Linked DNA regions of Gasterosteus aculeatus: region 1 is linked to region 2. The links are chromatin contacts, called in public Hi-C maps. All regions are on one chromosome and are shown on one strand. The core of a region is the stretch at or near the end of the contact, and the rest is flanking DNA. Distances in the headings are between cores, read along the strand shown.

Region 1 (4,050 bases), core at 616-3,115, 60 kb after region 2:
CGATGCAGGTTGAACTCCCTGAGTGAGCTCATCCCTGTCACTTCAGTTTCCCCGGAGATCCACAGCAGACGCGGGGCTGTTGAGTTGAGGGATAAGAGCAGTGGGGAGAGCACACATCCCTGGGAGGGGGCGTTGGTGCTTACAGTCCAGGTACTTGAAGTGATTTTTTCCCAGCGCCACCTGTCTCTCGGGCTGTTAGTAACCCACTGACAGGTGGAGGCTGTGTTTGAGTATCTGAGCGCTGAGCTGAACTCCACAAACACCACCCGTGCGGACGTCCCCGGTGAGTCGAGGTGATGAAGCATGTGGTGGCAAACTTGTTGACGGCATCATCCACCGACCTATTTGCACTGCAGGTGCAATAATGCGGCAGTTTGGCTATAAAGTGGTAACTACTATGCCATTGCACAGTCAACCTTTCTATAATGTTTATTCTTTCTGTTTTGGTGTAAGGGCTATTCAGGGACACCAGGAAGTCCGGGGGACATCGGCCTGCAAGGTGCAGCAGTAAGTGTCAAACACTCGTCTAATACCATGCTGTGATTGTGTGCATGGGGATGATCACACGTAAATCCATTATACTAGCATTATATAACTTATATTAAACTTATCAGATAATTTGCTAGAAATTACTATTGGTTTATTGAGGAGTAATACATAAAAGATAAAATAAGGCTTAAGAAGTGCTGGGTTCCTTTTCAGAAATATCGACATTTGCATTCATAAAATTGCATACAATGATATTATCTGTCAAACCTGAACCGGTTTGCTGAATACTGTAATATGGGCTTTAAGGCCCCATAATAATATTTTTCTTAACTGTCCTGCAATTGTCCTAAAAAGGAATTCAAACGTTCCCATAAACAAGGTTTCTTAGCAGACAGATTGTTCAGTAGGTCTGCTGACGCCTTCGTAACGCGTCCATTAGGACTTGTGTTGATGTGGTATAAAAGACGCATTGAGAGATCTTTCCCAATTTAGAAATATTTACACTGTATTTTATAGTTTTTCTCTGCATTATGCCAAAGGAACACCTTCCTAAATGGCTACTACTTACCTGCCTTCATTCTGTCTCTCAGATCTTACTTGTGTCCGTCTTGATTTTTCTCACAGGGGCTGCAGGGGCAGAGGGGGACTCCAGGCGTTGCTGGGCCAAAGGGCAGGAGGGTAAGAGCAGTCTAACTTCGAGGTCTTTAAGTATCTAAGCCTACTTTTAACTCAACGACTGATGGAAACTTCACTCACCAAGTCCCTTGGCAGTTGGTTTTGCATCACAACCTATTTTCCACAAACCAAAGTTGAAAGCAAGAAATTGGCTCAGGTTTAGTTACAGGTGGATTCGTAATCTCTTTTGAAGGACGCAATGTCAGTTGGATTTGGTGCAGTAATACTGGTGAGACATCGTGTGGCTGAGAGGTGAATGACACCCTCGGGGAACGTAGGTCAAGATCATTGAGACTTCAGTATATCAGTATATCATTTTGCACTCGGAAGCAAATTAATTTATTTAAGAGCAGTTCAAACGATGTGATTCAACTGAAATATCTATCCGGGGCCAACTTTCTGCTCCTTCATATCACAATAATTGTTTGTGCACAACCGTAATGTACAACTATGAATATTTATTTTTCACTAATTTCACTAAACGGATGGTTTGCGTGACCAGAGTAGTTCTACCCAATACCACAACACCTCCTGCACATTACCACGTATCCATCGTTCACTTCCATTTTACCAGAGCAAAACATATGGCAGTACTTAATATGTCACGTCTTTACCGTAATCCACACGTGTCAGTCTGTGGTTGCATTTCCCGTCTGGCTGAGGTGAGATATACATCGTTACCCTCATCCGCCCTCCTCGTCTGGCGCCTGTTTTTGTTTTAGGAAAACATGTCACGCGCCATTGATCTCTGCACAGTTGAGAGATCAGAATGCAACGTAATGGAAGGAAAATAAAGCAAATCAATCATACTTATCAGTTCAGCCTTTGAGCTCTGAACGATCCAGGCGTAGACTGGAGCTGAATTATTTGCGTAGCGCCTTCGCTAGTCGATGATTTCTGATGAACTACCTCCTCAATGTTTCAACCTGCTACCGTCACAGAAAACCGTAATAACGTGTTTCACAACTTGTGCACAAATTGGTTGAATTGCCTTCCTTGCTTTATACAAACATGTCAAACTATTTATTCTGTTTACAAATGGGCCTGTCAGACCATCTAAACATGTTAATGATGGCATTAGGTTTATCAGTACCTATGGCCTAAATTAATGAATGTTATAACTTCTTACATTTAACTCATTGAGAAGAAGCAGTGAAACACTGAGGACAGGGCGCAGGTTACGTTAGCGTTGGTCACTTTGCAGAATTGATTGCCTCAATGAGCTTTGAACCCAGATTGGTGAAAGAGACAAACTATTAAGGGACAGAGAGAGACGAAGACAAAGCCATGTGTGTCTCCCTGGAGGCGTAATGGGAGTAAAGTGATCTGACAGGGGTGAGAGCCGGATTGAAAGCCAGAGGCTCAGACTAGAAACTGATAGAGAGACATGAAAGGAAGAGACATAAAAGAAAAGGGTGGACAAGAGAGGGAAGAGGAGGGTCTTGTGTTGTATTTACAGATTTGTATCTGTCCCCTTACCTGTAAGTTGGCACTACATTGCTGGGAAACCCATGCAATGTTAGTGGGAGTGGTTTTTGGTGGTGTTTCACAGATATATATATATATATATATATATATATCTGTGAACTAAGGTATGATGCTTCAAAGTATGTGTTACCTAAACTGCTCATTCTTCTTTGAGTGATGAAAGGTGTGTCTCATGTTTCCTTCGCACAGGGGCCCCAGGGTCCAGAAGGCCCACTCGGTGAACCAGGCCCTCAGGGCACCAAGGTAAAGCTGTGTGAACATGGGACAATCCTCCTGCATATTGGCCACAGTGTTACAGTTGAAATGATTTGTCACATAATGTGGATGATTTATTTCTTTTAGTTCCTCCAAAGTTTTCCAAAATGTGTCGAAACCTTTTGTTTTCAGGGTGAACGGGGTGACATTGGACCAAAAGGAGAGTCGGGATTCATAGTAAGTAAACTTTAAAAATGTTGCAAAATGTATTTTTGTCTTTTATCTTATAGACAGAAAAAGAGTTTTATTACATAACAGGCCACAACGTTTGTATTTTACATGCTGAACACATTTCCGGATGAAGACTTCAGGCTCTTAAGAAATGAAAACACCCATATTTTAGTAACGAAAGCCATGAATAATCCTTGTCATAGAAAGGCATCAACCTGAGGCCTTGAGGTTCACATACGCATTACTTTTGAACACTCGCGTGGAAAAGACATTTCCACATCATCAACCCTTGGGCCCCTCTAAAAGCTCGGCGAGTCTTTCATCAGTCTTTATTTGCAGAATGGGCCTTTGTCTTAGCACCTCGGTACCGAGTTTCTCCCAAACACAGTTATTATGTAGAGCTGCCAGCTTTTAGAGAGGAAGCCGGAGCTAAACCTAATCCTAATCCTAATAAAACCAACAAAGGACAAATATTAAAGGGCTTCATAACATTGCTCTGTAATATACAAAACATTATGTAGGAATTTATGAGCAAACAGTAGGTTTAAATTCAACAAACACTTAATTAATGTCACACCTATAACATTTCTACCTGTAACAAGTCATTCCAAATGACCTGGGCAAGAAACTAAGGAGCACATCCCTGTTAAACCCATTATTAGAAGTGGTGCTTTGCAGACATGAAAGATTACTATGTTTTCAGTATTTCTCTCAAAACGGATTATAATAATTATTTGGTTATTTGGTTTGACTGCTTGTTAATCATTTAAATAATGATTTCTCCTCTGCAGGGCAAGGCGGGCAGTCCGGGAGCAAGAGGCCCTCCAGGGAAGAATGTAAGTAATGTTTAACTGAATGCTGAATCTCTCTTTCAGCTCTAATTATCCTCTTCACTAAAGCATGAACCATCACTATGACAACAGCAGACACCACGCACTTGTAAAACATTCACACATCCTCTTTTTACCAGAA
Region 2 (3,954 bases), core at 255-2,754:
TTTTTGAATAACTCAACAGCACGCGGTTTATTCATTCTAAAAAGGAGAGTGAAAAAAAGAAAAGGTGCCTTGCTTCCCATTGCATTTGAGGACTGACCTGACTCGGGGAGTTCCTCCTCTGTGGGTAAGAAGCGGGCGTTGCCGGTGAACGGCTGTGGTGCGTCTTGCCCGTTGTCCTCGTACACATTGGACCACTTTATTGCCATGTCCATGCCCGGGGGAGGTCCCTTCTTCTTCTTCTCTGGCTCGGAGGCGTAGCTCTCAGGCGGGGGCACAGCGTTTGTCTTCCATGGCTTGAACTCTCTGGCAGGCTTCAAGTAGCACAGAAAAAACAGCAATTAGACCAGTTTGGACTTTATCAACATAAATGAGCTGTAGCCTCAATGGTGCAGGGAGGCAGTCGGGCCCCATTGCTGAGTTTACACAACGGTTTGAAAAGTTAAATACGGATAATTGAACAAAGCTTGTAGTAGGTGTAGCACAGACGTGACATCTAAATCAATTGTGACTATAGTGGGCGAGCGGAGAGCACGGCGGTCCTCCAATCAGAGGGTTGGCGGTTCGATCCCAGGCCACAATACCTGCAGTGTCCTTGGGTAAGACACTTTGTCTGCTGTGTGTGAATGTTCGCTGCTGATGGGCAGGTGACACCGTGTGCGGCAGCTGCTGTCATCAGCGTGTGAAAGGAGGATGTTGTGCATTTTTACTTACAATATTACTTTCAACTTTCTCATCGATGTGCAAAAAAAAACCCACTATGGCATCCTTCAAATAGTCACATATCGATGACAACAACAACAACACAACCACCACCACCACATAAAACAGAATGAAGCAGAGAAGCTGCAAAGCCAATGTGCTAAATATATTATGGTTGTAATAAATGTGCTGCTTTTTGAATGCAAACACAAAACAAATGTACCCGCGGGGACGTTTCTACTGTTTGTGTTTAGCGGATGTTGTTGTTGTTGTTGTTGTTGTTGTTGCACAATGAATCCCCTACATCGCCGCCTCTACCTCTTCGGGGGCTTTGACCGCCAGACTCTCCCAGTCGATCTCCTTGTTCAGCGGGTTGTAGAGGAAAGCCGGCTTGGACACGGAGCCGAACAGCTCGTCGGGTCTGGGCAACGGAGCCCCGCCGGCGGCCCGTTTGGTGCCCCGCCCGGAGCCCGGAGCCCCGCTTCCCGCGGCGTCTGTCGCCGCTTTCCTCTTCCGACTTTCGCCCTCGTCGCCGGAGCCGCTGCCGTCGCTGCTGTCGCTCAGATCGTCGTAGCTCGAGAAGAAGCCGAGGGAGCCGGACTTGTTTTCGTCCGTCATTTTGTTCGCAAAGCGGGCTCGTGATTTGGCGACAAGCGTTTCCTGTAAACAAAAAAACAAAAGAAAGAAAGAAAACGATACAAAAAAAAATGTCTGTAGAGCTATTCGGTCGGGTTCGGATTAGTACCTGTAAGCCTCTACTCCATTTTGAATCAGCCTCCAAGAGAGTCGTAAAGTGGGAAAGTAGTGTCGTGCTGACTGTCGTAAAGATATTTCACCTGAACCGGAAGTATCCAAGGTACTACAATTGTCGCACAAGTGTGCATTATTGAAGTTACACAGATGTCAGAATTCAATGAAATTACGTTTTTAGTATATTTTGACAAATTATATTTTAGTCTTGAATTGATTTTGTTTTGAGATTAGTGGGCATGTAAAGACATATAAAAGACAGGTCCATAACATACACACTTGCTGTTTAGTTTAATTGTTTTGATATTGAGAATCATGACAGTGTATGAAAATAATTAATATAAATGCTGTATACCCCGTCTTTAAAGCACAACGTTAGAGCAACTACAATTCTTACTGTTAAAAATGTTCTCAGACAAAATAAAAGTTATCAAATGTTTAGTGTCTCAGCCCTGAGGGCCTGTGAGAAATGGAGCATATGTGAGGGGCCAGCAGTCTTGCGCCTATCATAAAATAATTTCACATATACAGAAACAGTCATTTGATTAATCACTACTGCTTCAAAACAGTGAGGCAGATTAGCAATGTTTCACTAACAAGTTTTTGTTCATTACTACAACGTTTATTCGGCAGGCAGTGTGTGAACCTTGACCTGAACTATGAAAGAACTATGAAAGAACAGCATTAATATTAGCGACAATATACTCTGACCACTAGAGTGGAGTATAGTCCCACCAATGTCCCCGACCATCACAAAAAAAATAGGAACTGACACAGAACACCAGACAAACAACTCTGCACTGGCCTGAACCTTTCCCCCTCGGGTTCACAAATGTAATTTCATATTCAAAAACGACTATTGTAGATCCATGACCCTTCAGAAAAATAGATTATCTCTTATGCGTTATGTTTACTTATTAAATGTTCATCCATTGAAGATTCTTTATCTTATTCACATTATTTGGACCTCCACCTTTAGAAGACTAAAGTATTCAGAGGGTCACATCTCTTCTCCTGGTGATTTAGAGCAGTTCAAATAACCTAAACAGTATGTCTTGGGATTTTAGAAGTCTAATAGAAGTCTAAGAAGACTAGAGGGGACAGTCTTCTTTGCCCTTTCACAGGTCAAACAACAACAAAATGCACAGGATCAGTTCACATAAATGATTCTTTCTTCTTGTCATAGTCAATACTAACGTTACAGATTCTTCATATTAGATAATTGCATATTTAGATTGTTTAACTACATACAGGTTATGCCTTTGGATTTAATTAACCACCTTTTATGCGCCGTAGTAGATGCAGTAGCACCAGCGCTGGTACCGTCATGAGTATTAGCATGTAAAGGACTTTTTTATTTTTCAACCGTTTTAGGAAATTCAAAGGAAGGACACTGTCCTATCGCTGTGACAACTGGCCCTTAGCAGGCACGTGCACAGACATTTTGGGGGGCAGGTGCTCAAACAAAAACAAAAGGGCACCCATCGCCAAAATGATTTATGAACTTAATAATAAACTAAATAAATAAAAAACACAGTAGGATATTTCCCGGTGCTTCTCTCTTTGGAGTATCTCATTTCTTGGCATTCTGCTGAAAATGTTGTAAATGAGATGAATCGATGTTGTGCGTGGTTGCATAATTGTTTTTGTACTGTTTTCTGACAGAGTTGAAGCATAAGCAGCTAATAATATACCACAATATACCTCACCACACTGGCTTGTAGCTCAACTTAAGACCTTTAATTTCAACAATTGAGTTAAATTAAACAAAACCAGTGAACTTGTCTAATTTGTAGAACAGTAAAACTGCCTTTAAATTCTCTGCCTGTCTGTCTGCATCTCTCCCTTCAGTAAACATGACAAACGCCAGTAAACAGCTCAACGAGGCTTCGAAATCACGGATTTCGTGAGTTTGTTCATTTTTTAGGAAACAGTCATACCAGTTCTGACATAATGTTTTCAGCAGCGCTAATGTTGTGGTTAAGTTATCACCAAACAACATGGCGGGGGTTTGCACAAACACCGTCATTACCTGTTGGTCCGATGCGGCAGCCATTTGGCCCGCGGAGCAGGTCGGGGCCAAATTCTCACAAGAACTTAAATAAATGCCCCGAAAAATATCTAAACACATTTGGGGGGGGGATTGGTGACAGAGAGAGTTTTTTTTATTCTTAAATATCGGATAAAGAAACAATTGGGCTTCAGCAGAAGGGGCACTTTTCTCACCCAGGGCAAAAGGGCAGTTGCTTGAGCACCTCTAGGGGTCTATCTGTGCACGTGCCTGGCCCCTCGGCTAATGTTTTTCTCTCCAATCTCCTCAGAGACTGACCATGATGTGAGAAATTCCCCATGGAGATGAAAAGCCATACCTCTTCACGTTTCTGTTTAATCTACCCATCCATAATATCTTAAATTACTGTATTCTATCAGTTTAGCTCACATCAGGACACATCTGGGACGGCACGTAGTTTACTATTCGCAAATACAACAGCGAGCAGATGTTTT

The links. A called contact is a pair of places that touch in the nucleus more often than the background predicts.
Region 1: a contact with region 2 is called in a Hi-C map of skeletal muscle, with 13 times the contacts expected there. The contact joins the enhancer-like site here to the promoter of c8h1orf52 in region 2. A contact is called at or near these places in 5 of 6 Hi-C or Micro-C datasets (liver, skeletal muscle, tail fin and 1 more).

What each region holds. Positions count from the first base shown.
Region 1 is chr8:9,968,461-9,972,510 of fGasAcu3.hap1.1, forward strand. col24a1 (collagen type XXIV alpha 1) reads left to right here. Exons shown (of 60, transcript XM_078108108.1): 27 at 454-507; 28 at 1,114-1,167; 29 at 2,842-2,895; 30 at 3,040-3,084; 31 at 3,870-3,914. Among protein-coding and RNA genes, the nearest start is that of znhit6, 20 kb to the right of the region's middle. Within about 2 kb of position 1,866, at least 1 of the 9 cell types and tissues checked has open chromatin away from gene starts, as enhancers often do.
Region 2 is chr8:9,908,961-9,912,914 of fGasAcu3.hap1.1, forward strand. c8h1orf52 (chromosome 8 C1orf52 homolog) reads right to left here and starts at 1,505. Exons shown (of 4, transcript XM_040184016.2): 1 at 1,445-1,505; 2 at 1,018-1,359; 3 at 98-311. The coding sequence starts at 1,317.